3 separate regions of the Gossypium hirsutum genome follow, and regions 1 and 3 are each linked to region 2. Evidence: chromatin contacts called from public Hi-C data. All regions are on one chromosome and are shown on one strand. The core of a region is the stretch at or near the end of the contact, and the rest is flanking DNA. Distances in the headings are between cores, read along the strand shown. Region 1 has its middle 4.0 kb from the start of LOC107948836. Region 2 holds the start of LOC107948834 (BEL1-like homeodomain protein 9). Region 3 holds the start of LOC121228162 (rop guanine nucleotide exchange factor 7).

The links. A called contact is a pair of places that touch in the nucleus more often than the background predicts.
Region 1: a contact with region 2 is called in a Hi-C map of leaf, with 2.3 times the contacts expected there. The contact joins the enhancer-like site here to the promoter of LOC107948834 in region 2. A contact is called at or near these places in 5 of 34 Hi-C or Micro-C datasets (anther, leaf and seedling).
Region 3: a contact with region 2 is called in a Hi-C map of leaf, with 2.0 times the contacts expected there. The contact joins the promoter of LOC121228162 here to the promoter of LOC107948834 in region 2. A contact is called at or near these places in 4 of 34 Hi-C or Micro-C datasets (all in leaf).

Annotation. Positions count from the first base shown.
Region 1 is chrA04:74,818,186-74,820,885 of Gossypium_hirsutum_v2.1, reverse strand. No RefSeq gene overlaps it. Among protein-coding and RNA genes, the nearest start is that of LOC107948836, 4.0 kb to the right of the region's middle. Within about 2 kb of position 1,280, at least 2 of the 9 cell types and tissues checked have an H3K27ac peak or open chromatin away from gene starts, as enhancers often do. A contact at or near this core is called in leaf, where this site is marked.
Region 2 is chrA04:74,671,231-74,673,930 of Gossypium_hirsutum_v2.1, reverse strand. It overlaps LOC107948834 (BEL1-like homeodomain protein 9), which reads left to right and starts at 1,429. Exons shown (of 4, transcript XM_016883487.2): 1 at 1,429-2,700. The coding sequence starts at 2,065.
Region 3 is chrA04:74,837,718-74,840,417 of Gossypium_hirsutum_v2.1, reverse strand. LOC121228162 (rop guanine nucleotide exchange factor 7) reads left to right here and starts at 1,346. Exons shown (of 7, transcript XM_041111376.1): 1 at 1,346-2,562; 2 at 2,645-2,700. The coding sequence starts at 1,971. It also overlaps the pseudogene LOC107948841.

The sequences.
Region 1 (2,700 bases), core at 31-2,530, 150 kb before region 2:
GCAAGATATTGTCACTAGACCTTACCTAAGTCCTAACCATCCATTAACCGCCCTATTAAGAGCTTATCTTTTTGTTTTGTCCTGTTGGACCAAGCCCCTCGACTTGGGTCTTATTCATCACTCACAACTTTAAAAGGAAAACTAACACAACTACTATCATTCAACTTTTTATATAAAGAAAAAAAATAAAATGGAGAAACCAATAGAATAACACAATGTAAAGAGAAATCTGAACCGGTTAGGGTCCCCTCCCGTTATGATTTGAGAGAGAGAACTAAAGTGTTATGTTATCCAATGTTTTGGATAAAATTTTCAAATCGATATTAGATAGATTGATTATTTCATTTGGACTTTGGAGTTCAATTAACAATGATGAAATTTGGTTTCTCAACTTGAATGATGATGAGTGATAAAGAGAATGATTCTTATGTCATGCCATCACAGGGTGGAGAAAAACACTTTGATAATATAACAATCTATTTTGAGAGGAGGTTGGGTCATATCTATACTCTCTATATCACTTCTAAAAAGTATTATGAATTAGAAATTTGATTATATTTTGTTTCATTTATTCGAAAAATAAGTAAATTAGTATCTATATATTAGATCAAAGAGTAAATTAATTATTTGTATTAAAAATTTCATCCGATTTTGCTGTTAAAATTTAGTGTGGTTGATAGAATAACCAGAAGTGACACGTTGCATGCCACATATACCTCATACTGACATACAAAGACCAATTTTTATAAGCAAAAATGAATGAAATTTTTAATTGAAGGACCAAATTACTCTTTGATCTAATGTAGAAGAACTAATTTACTCATTTTTTTAATAAAATGATCAAAATATAATCTAATTTTTAATATAAATTTTTTTATAATACTTATATTTAAGTATGACTAAAATTGAGTAGAACAATTTTATAATCTAAAACTAATAAATAGAAAGAAATATTTTAGGAAATGGAAAGTGGAGAAAAGAAACCATGACTTGAAGATAAACATGAGGTAGGAAAAGCAATGTTTGACAAATTCAAAATCGGTGTGGGTTATGATAAGATTATGAAGTTATGATTACTAATAAATGTGTTTTGTAAGGGGAAATGATGTGGGTGAGATGAAAGTGAAACACTTATGCAAAAGTATGGCATTGGAAATGATAGAAGAGTAGCACAATTAAAAAACAAGCAGCTAAAAACTCCAAAGCTTAATCAGCAGATAAGATCAATAGACCCAAAACAAAAGTTGAACACGTTAAGAGCATGAAAGCGATGTACAAAGTGCCCATGTCGACGAGGGTTTTAAACCTGACTTGCATGTGCCGCCCATGCTTGCACTAGACAACCTTATTTTAGGCCTAATTTTCTTGGGGTCGAACGTAGCAAAATATTATGGGTTAGTTTAATAATGTTTTTGAAAAGTGCTTTTAAAAAATATTTTTAAGAAGTATTTTTAAAAATGTTAGTTCAAGATTTAAGTGTTTAGTATTCTTCTCAAAAAGTGATTTTAAAAAATAAAATGTTCATATTAAACATGATATTATCAAGTAACAAATATGTATTTAAATAATATTAAAATTAATTAATATTATTATATTTTAGTAAGAATATAAATTTTTTTTATAAATTGTTGTTAATATTTTAATATATGAAATAAAAATTTTAAATATTTTTAAGCAATAAATATTAATTATTTATAAAATTTAATTAGAATATATAAACTATATTTTAAATATTTAAATATAACCATTAAATATTTGTAATTAGATATTAACATATTTGTATTATTTTAAAAAATATTTTTTTATTTTTAATTAATGATTTGAACACATTTGTAATTAAACACCGAGGGAAAAAAGAAAGAATGTAAAGTATTATATTGTTGGAGGGATGAAAAAGTAATTAAATACTAAAAATACTTTTAGAAGAGGAAAAGCTAAAAGCTTTAGCTTATCCTTTTTAAAGGTGTTTTTGAAAAACAAAAAATTTCAACTTTTCTTCAAAAAGTAAATTTTTTTAATCACTACTAAACAAACCCTATATCATATTAAAAATATCTTCTTTGGATTGCACGATTTTCTTGCTAGGAGGGGTAATGTTCCTGCATTATTTTGTAACTTCAAATTTAAGGATTCTAACTATATATTTGGTTTATTGTAATAGAATAACTATTAAGTGGAAATGGACACGATATTCAGTTAATTTAATGTAATAGATAAAGAATAATAAATTATTGTTCGATAGATAAGAATGATGTTTTGGAATAGTTTAGTAATGGATGTAAAATACCTTCTTCTTTTTTTAAATTTAAAATAAAACAAATAGCAATAATCTATATAATATTTTAAAAACTAATAAAATATTTTTTAAAAATATTATTTTAAAAAATAAATTTAATAATATATATTATTTTTAAAATAATTTTTTTAAAAATATATTTACAAAAAATTAATATATAATTTTAATATGTACGTATCTTTTTTTTTTTTGAAGATTATCGGGCTGGACATTTTATTAACTTATAAAACAAAACAAAAACAAAATTGGCCCATAGATAACAGTTTGGTCCAAACCATGAAAATCGAGAACAAAAAAATGTAAAAAAAAAAAGAAACTAAAATAAAATCTTTAAAAAAATATTAAGCTACGTTTGTTTGCCAGTAAATTATTTTTCGGAAAATAATTTCTGAAAAATGATTTAC
Region 2 (2,700 bases), core at 180-2,679:
CATGTCAAGCCTAAACTTCGGTAAAGACTTTTTAAAGTTTGCATCTCTTGATTTAAATAATTTTTGAGAGAAATGACCACTTAGGTCAAAATTTAAAAGTTTGGACCTAATCTCGAAAATTTCTTATGAATTTAAAAAATAAAAACAAATTAGAAAGTTATGTTAGATGTAAACTTAATCAATTATTAATGAGTTGATGATTTCGTTATATGAAACCATAGCTAGAAGAAAAATAAACACTTCAACTGTAAATATGCCACATAAAGATCTACAAGACATCAATGATTTCATTTACTTTTGTCCAGGAAATTTAAAAAATGATTTTTGGCAGGTTACACGATTATATGGTGCAAAACTTTTATATATAAAAATACAGATATAGAGACAAGAGAATCATATAATATAAAAAAAAAGGCAAATATAAAATAGGTTCTAACATTAAATTTCCTGTGGAATAAAGGTTAATCATATATCTTACTTTAGCATCAACTACGAGTCCCTTAATATAACTCTTAAAAACAGAAAAATAATATATACACACATTGATAAGATAAAGTATATATACTTGTTCAATGTTAGGTTTATTTAACTTTTATTTGTGGGAATTTAAATAAAATATTCATTTTGAAACATGAATTCATAAAAGAAAATGTATAATTGAATATAACTCTAAATTTTTTTTATTTTTCTATAAATAATGATTTTTAGTAAATTTATAATTGAATCGAGATTCATTTGATTAATGAGTGACATCATGATAATCTAAATTGTATCAAGTTAATCGTTTGGTTGAAATAAGAATTGTTAGGGTACTAATTTTGAGAAAGATTTTAGATTAATTGAATTGAGAGTTGATATAAATTAATATAATTGAACCGATTTTTAATATTTTATTAATTTATTTAATTTAACTCTTTAAATCAATGAAATTAATTAAATTATTGATCATTAATCTAACTCGAATTGGATGTGGTTTTAAGTAAACAAGATATATTTTGTTAAAGTTGAAAAAGAAAACACAATAAGTTGAGAAAATAATAAAGATTAGAAGAAAGAAAACATCGTAAAGCGAAAATCGAAAGCATTGGAGGGATAGATGGGATTGAGTGTTAAGATCGGCAAACTCAGCCTGTCTTTCATTCATCAATCTCCTCACGTGCGTCATCACCTCAGAGGCAATGATCGTTTTTTACACAATAAACCAAATTTTCACATCTTCATATTTATGAAATCAAAATAATAAAATAAAATAAAATAGGTTTTATTTTTTTCATAAAGATATGAATAGTCAGTCATAGAATATAATAATAAAAAAAGCTACTTTTTTTTTTCTTCTTTTTTGATTTGCTGGTTAGAATAACCCCATAGCATAAAACACCAAAAGAATAGATAAAACGACAAAACATCTCCCCCAACCTTTGTCAGAAATATCTGCAACACAGTTAGTTCAATTATTACCGCAAATAGCCGGTCATCTTCCGGTCTCTCGAAACCCTATGATCACCAGACGTTCGAAGTGGTCAGAGAGAGAAAGATCACAGAGAAAAAAAATAAACAAAGATTCCGTTCGAGTGCCGGTGTGCGTTTTTTGAGTTTGAGAGTGAGTGGCTAACATGACATTGAGTTCATTTCTTTTTGTGTAAGGAAAAAAAAAAAAAGAACCAAGGAGAAAGATGTGTGAAGTTTTTTAAGTCCCAGGGCCAAAATTTCTGTATTTCTTGAACGAATCAGTTGTTAACTGCACCAGCTTTCTCTTCTCTGCCATGATCAACCTTTCATTAAATCATTTACAAAATATAACCCACACCTTTTATCTTTTTCACTGTTTTTTCTCTAATCAAATCCTTTTTTAATATAAAACCTTACAATATCAAGGATATAGTCATCTTGTTCTACCTATTTACTTTCTCTCTTTGGTTGCTGTTTCTCTTTTCTGTACCCTTTTCAATAAATTTCATTTTTTTTTCTGGGGGGTTTTCTTGTAGACTGAAACAGTAAAAACTGTGTGTGTCTATCTCTTAGAGTTTCAGCTAGAGAGTTTTTTTTTATTGTTTTTGTGTGGCTATGGCGGAGGGTTTCGAGCCCTACCATGTCCCACAACAAAGCAGAAGAGATAAGCTAAGAATTGTGGCACAAAACCACTCAGCTTGTGTTGAATCGACGGCTGTTACACTTTCAGGCTGCTCAGGTCTACTTCCTTTGTACGAGGCTTCTCTTCTTTCCTCCGATTTGTTGACTTGCGCTGCCAACGCTAGTGCTACCCATGACTTTCACCATCACCAGGCCAACCAGCTTTCGGCTTCGGCTTCTGGTAAAAACAGTAGCCTCGTTTGTGGAGTTAAAGGTGTGAATTCCATGGGTTTTGTTGGTGGGGTTGTTAATGGTTCTTCATCAGCTTCTCATCATCACCCTTATTTGGACGGACAATCGTCTTTACCCGTGAACCCTAGCTCTATTCATGATATGAATAACAGCCCTTTCCTTTATACCCCGCAAAACCTTCAAACCATAAGAGATTTTGACGAGTCTTATAACAGTGGTGGTGAAGTCGTGGTTTATAAACCTGAACCTTTGTCCTTGAACCACGAGTCCAGTGCCACTGCTCAGGCCTTGTCTCTTTCTTTATCTTCTCATAATACCCACCAAAACAATCTTCCTTTGGAGCTAAATCTACAGAGATACGGGTCTGCTATCTATAGT
Region 3 (2,700 bases), core at 97-2,596, 170 kb before region 2:
TAATTATCGGTTGTGAATTATTACATTCTTTCAATTTATTAATGTAAAAGGAATTATATTGTTTTTCATGCAATCAATTATACGAGCATCAATCCTATGTTGAAACTCGACTAAAATTTTTATTCAATAATCAATCTAACATAATTTTTGTCTCTTGAATTTTGTAATTTCCTCTATTATTTATATTTTTTATTCATTTTAGTATCTAAATTTAATAATTAGATTCGATTTGATTCTTAAACTAAAAAAATATTTAAAAAAATTTAATAATGTGACACTTTAAGAATGTGTCACATTTATCGCTTAAATTTTTTTTAAAAAAATTATATAAATTTTTAGGCGATGATGATATGGTATAATTTTAAAGTGTTACATATAATATTTAATAACCAAAATAGATATGAGGTACCATGTAAATTTTTTTTTAAAAAAAAAGTACAATTATAAATGCTAAAGTAGAATGTAGTTGCAAAATTTAAGGAAAAAAAATATAATATCCCTTGATTTTAAAAAAAAGTTTTAAGTTGGGGCAACTTAAATACATACATTGGTTTAAACTTGAAAGCTGAAAAAGGATAAGAAAAGAAGAGGAGTACTTAGGGATTCAAATTTCAAAACCTACCATTTAAATGTGGATGCTGCATCACACACTCCTAAAACCAAAAAATATTCCAACCATAAAAATAAAGGGGTTTCCAGCCCTACATAACAAACAAACTAAGAAAGTTTAAAAAATTGGAATCCTAATGCATTTAACCCTCTCCAAAAGGAACAACCACATTAATCAAAGGAAGTGGAAATGTTAATTTTATATAGTTATAATTATTTGATACTTAAAGAAATCCTCAAATATTCTTAATTAATAAATGACAATACCCACATCTTCATTTTTCTTTTTCATTCTCAATTATAAGAATAGCTTTCACATCTTAATTACTCGTTTTCCAAATTAAATTAAAAAAAATGTTTTACCCTTCCCATAATCTTATTATAATCTAAACACTTTCACATTGGGGCCTTCAAAAATTAACAACTATTTAATTGTTTAATTTTACATTATTTTTAAAATAATCCCAATCTAACATAATTTACTTAAATATAAAACATACCCACTTTGAAATTCGATTCATTACTTATTTTATCTACTCTACTTGTCAATTATTTATTCATTCTCGAAAATTATGTAAAAAAATAAAAAGAAAAAGTTATGATCAAATTAGTTTTAACTTTTAAAGGAAAATTAGACTTCAATAAAAGTAAATAAAAACTGACATACTAAACCATTAAAATATGTTTAAAGTAGGTAATTTAAAAAATTAATAGCAATAAATTTATGAGTAAAACTGAAATGTGATTTATAAAAGCAAAATTGGCATTGAATTCAAATAAAAGAATAAAAGTTGGTGATGGTTGATATGTATATCATCCTGTTGAATTTCATTTACAATTCAAAGTAAAGAAGAAATGATAAAAAGTTTGATTTGGGTTTGGAAAAGAAGATTCCAAATAAGAAAACATGACACAGACAATGTGGAGCGCTTGAAGAACAACTTCTCCTTTACACCAAAAACAACTTCTAGAACTCCTAAATTTTGAAACTAAAGGCATTGTGTGCATCTTATTAGGATCTTAAAAACAACATAAATTGAAAGGATAGACGTCATGGATTTGAATGGATACATCCTCCCATCACCACCCTACTTTTAATTTTCAAACAAAGCCTAGACATTGTCAAGCCCTTTTCTTGTCTGCTTAAGAACATGACAACTTAGGAAAAATAACAAAAAGGAAAACTGGGGATTCTCTTCAAATAGTTATTACCAGCTTTACTTCATAATATAAGACCACATAGCTTCACACTTTTTTCTCTCATACATTAAGAAAAGGAAAAACCCATATTATATTTCTGAGTCTTTTTTTTTTTTTTTTTTACTTCCATTCTGCCTTAATGCAGGTATGGTTTTAGCCTTATGGATGGACCTTTCATCCACCGAGAGCACATAGGCTCAACCCAACAAGAAGATTACCAGTTCAAGCTTTGTTTGCCTGTACCAAAGCTAAAAGCTAGTAGCTTTTGGGTTCCAAAATCTGTTAAAAGCTTGTGCTACAGAGCTATAGAGCCAAATGTGTGTTGCTTAGAGAGATTAGATTATAGTGGTACAATAGTTAACAACTCTGCTGTTCCTGATTCACCTGGTGTTCTTGAAGAAAAGAGAGCTGACATGGAGGGTTTGGTTGAGAAGAAAGAAAGGTTTGAAGAGAAGATTAAAAGCTTTGGTGAAAATGGGGTTCAAATGGGGACCTTTGCTGTGTTACTTGAAGACAAGGGTCGTGAAAGTAGTTCAAGTTCTGATCTTTTCACATCAGAAACAACAGTGCATGAGGAGGAACACAGTCACAGTAGTTCTGAGGAAGATTTATATTCACCACCTTCATTGGATTGGCATGGGCAGGAAATTGCGGAAACAGAAGACAGCAGCATCTGTAGTAGTTTTAGTGAAGATAGAAAGAAAACCCCCATGGATGATAGGAAATTGGAGAAACAAGGTTCCACGGTTTCAGGTATTATGACTACTATAAGAAAATGTCTCTCATTTTCCTTGTTTGATTTATTTTATTGATGTATTTCGTAATGGGGTTGCAGAGATTGAGTTGATGAAGGAAAGATTTGCAAAATTGTTGCTTGGTGAAGATATGTCT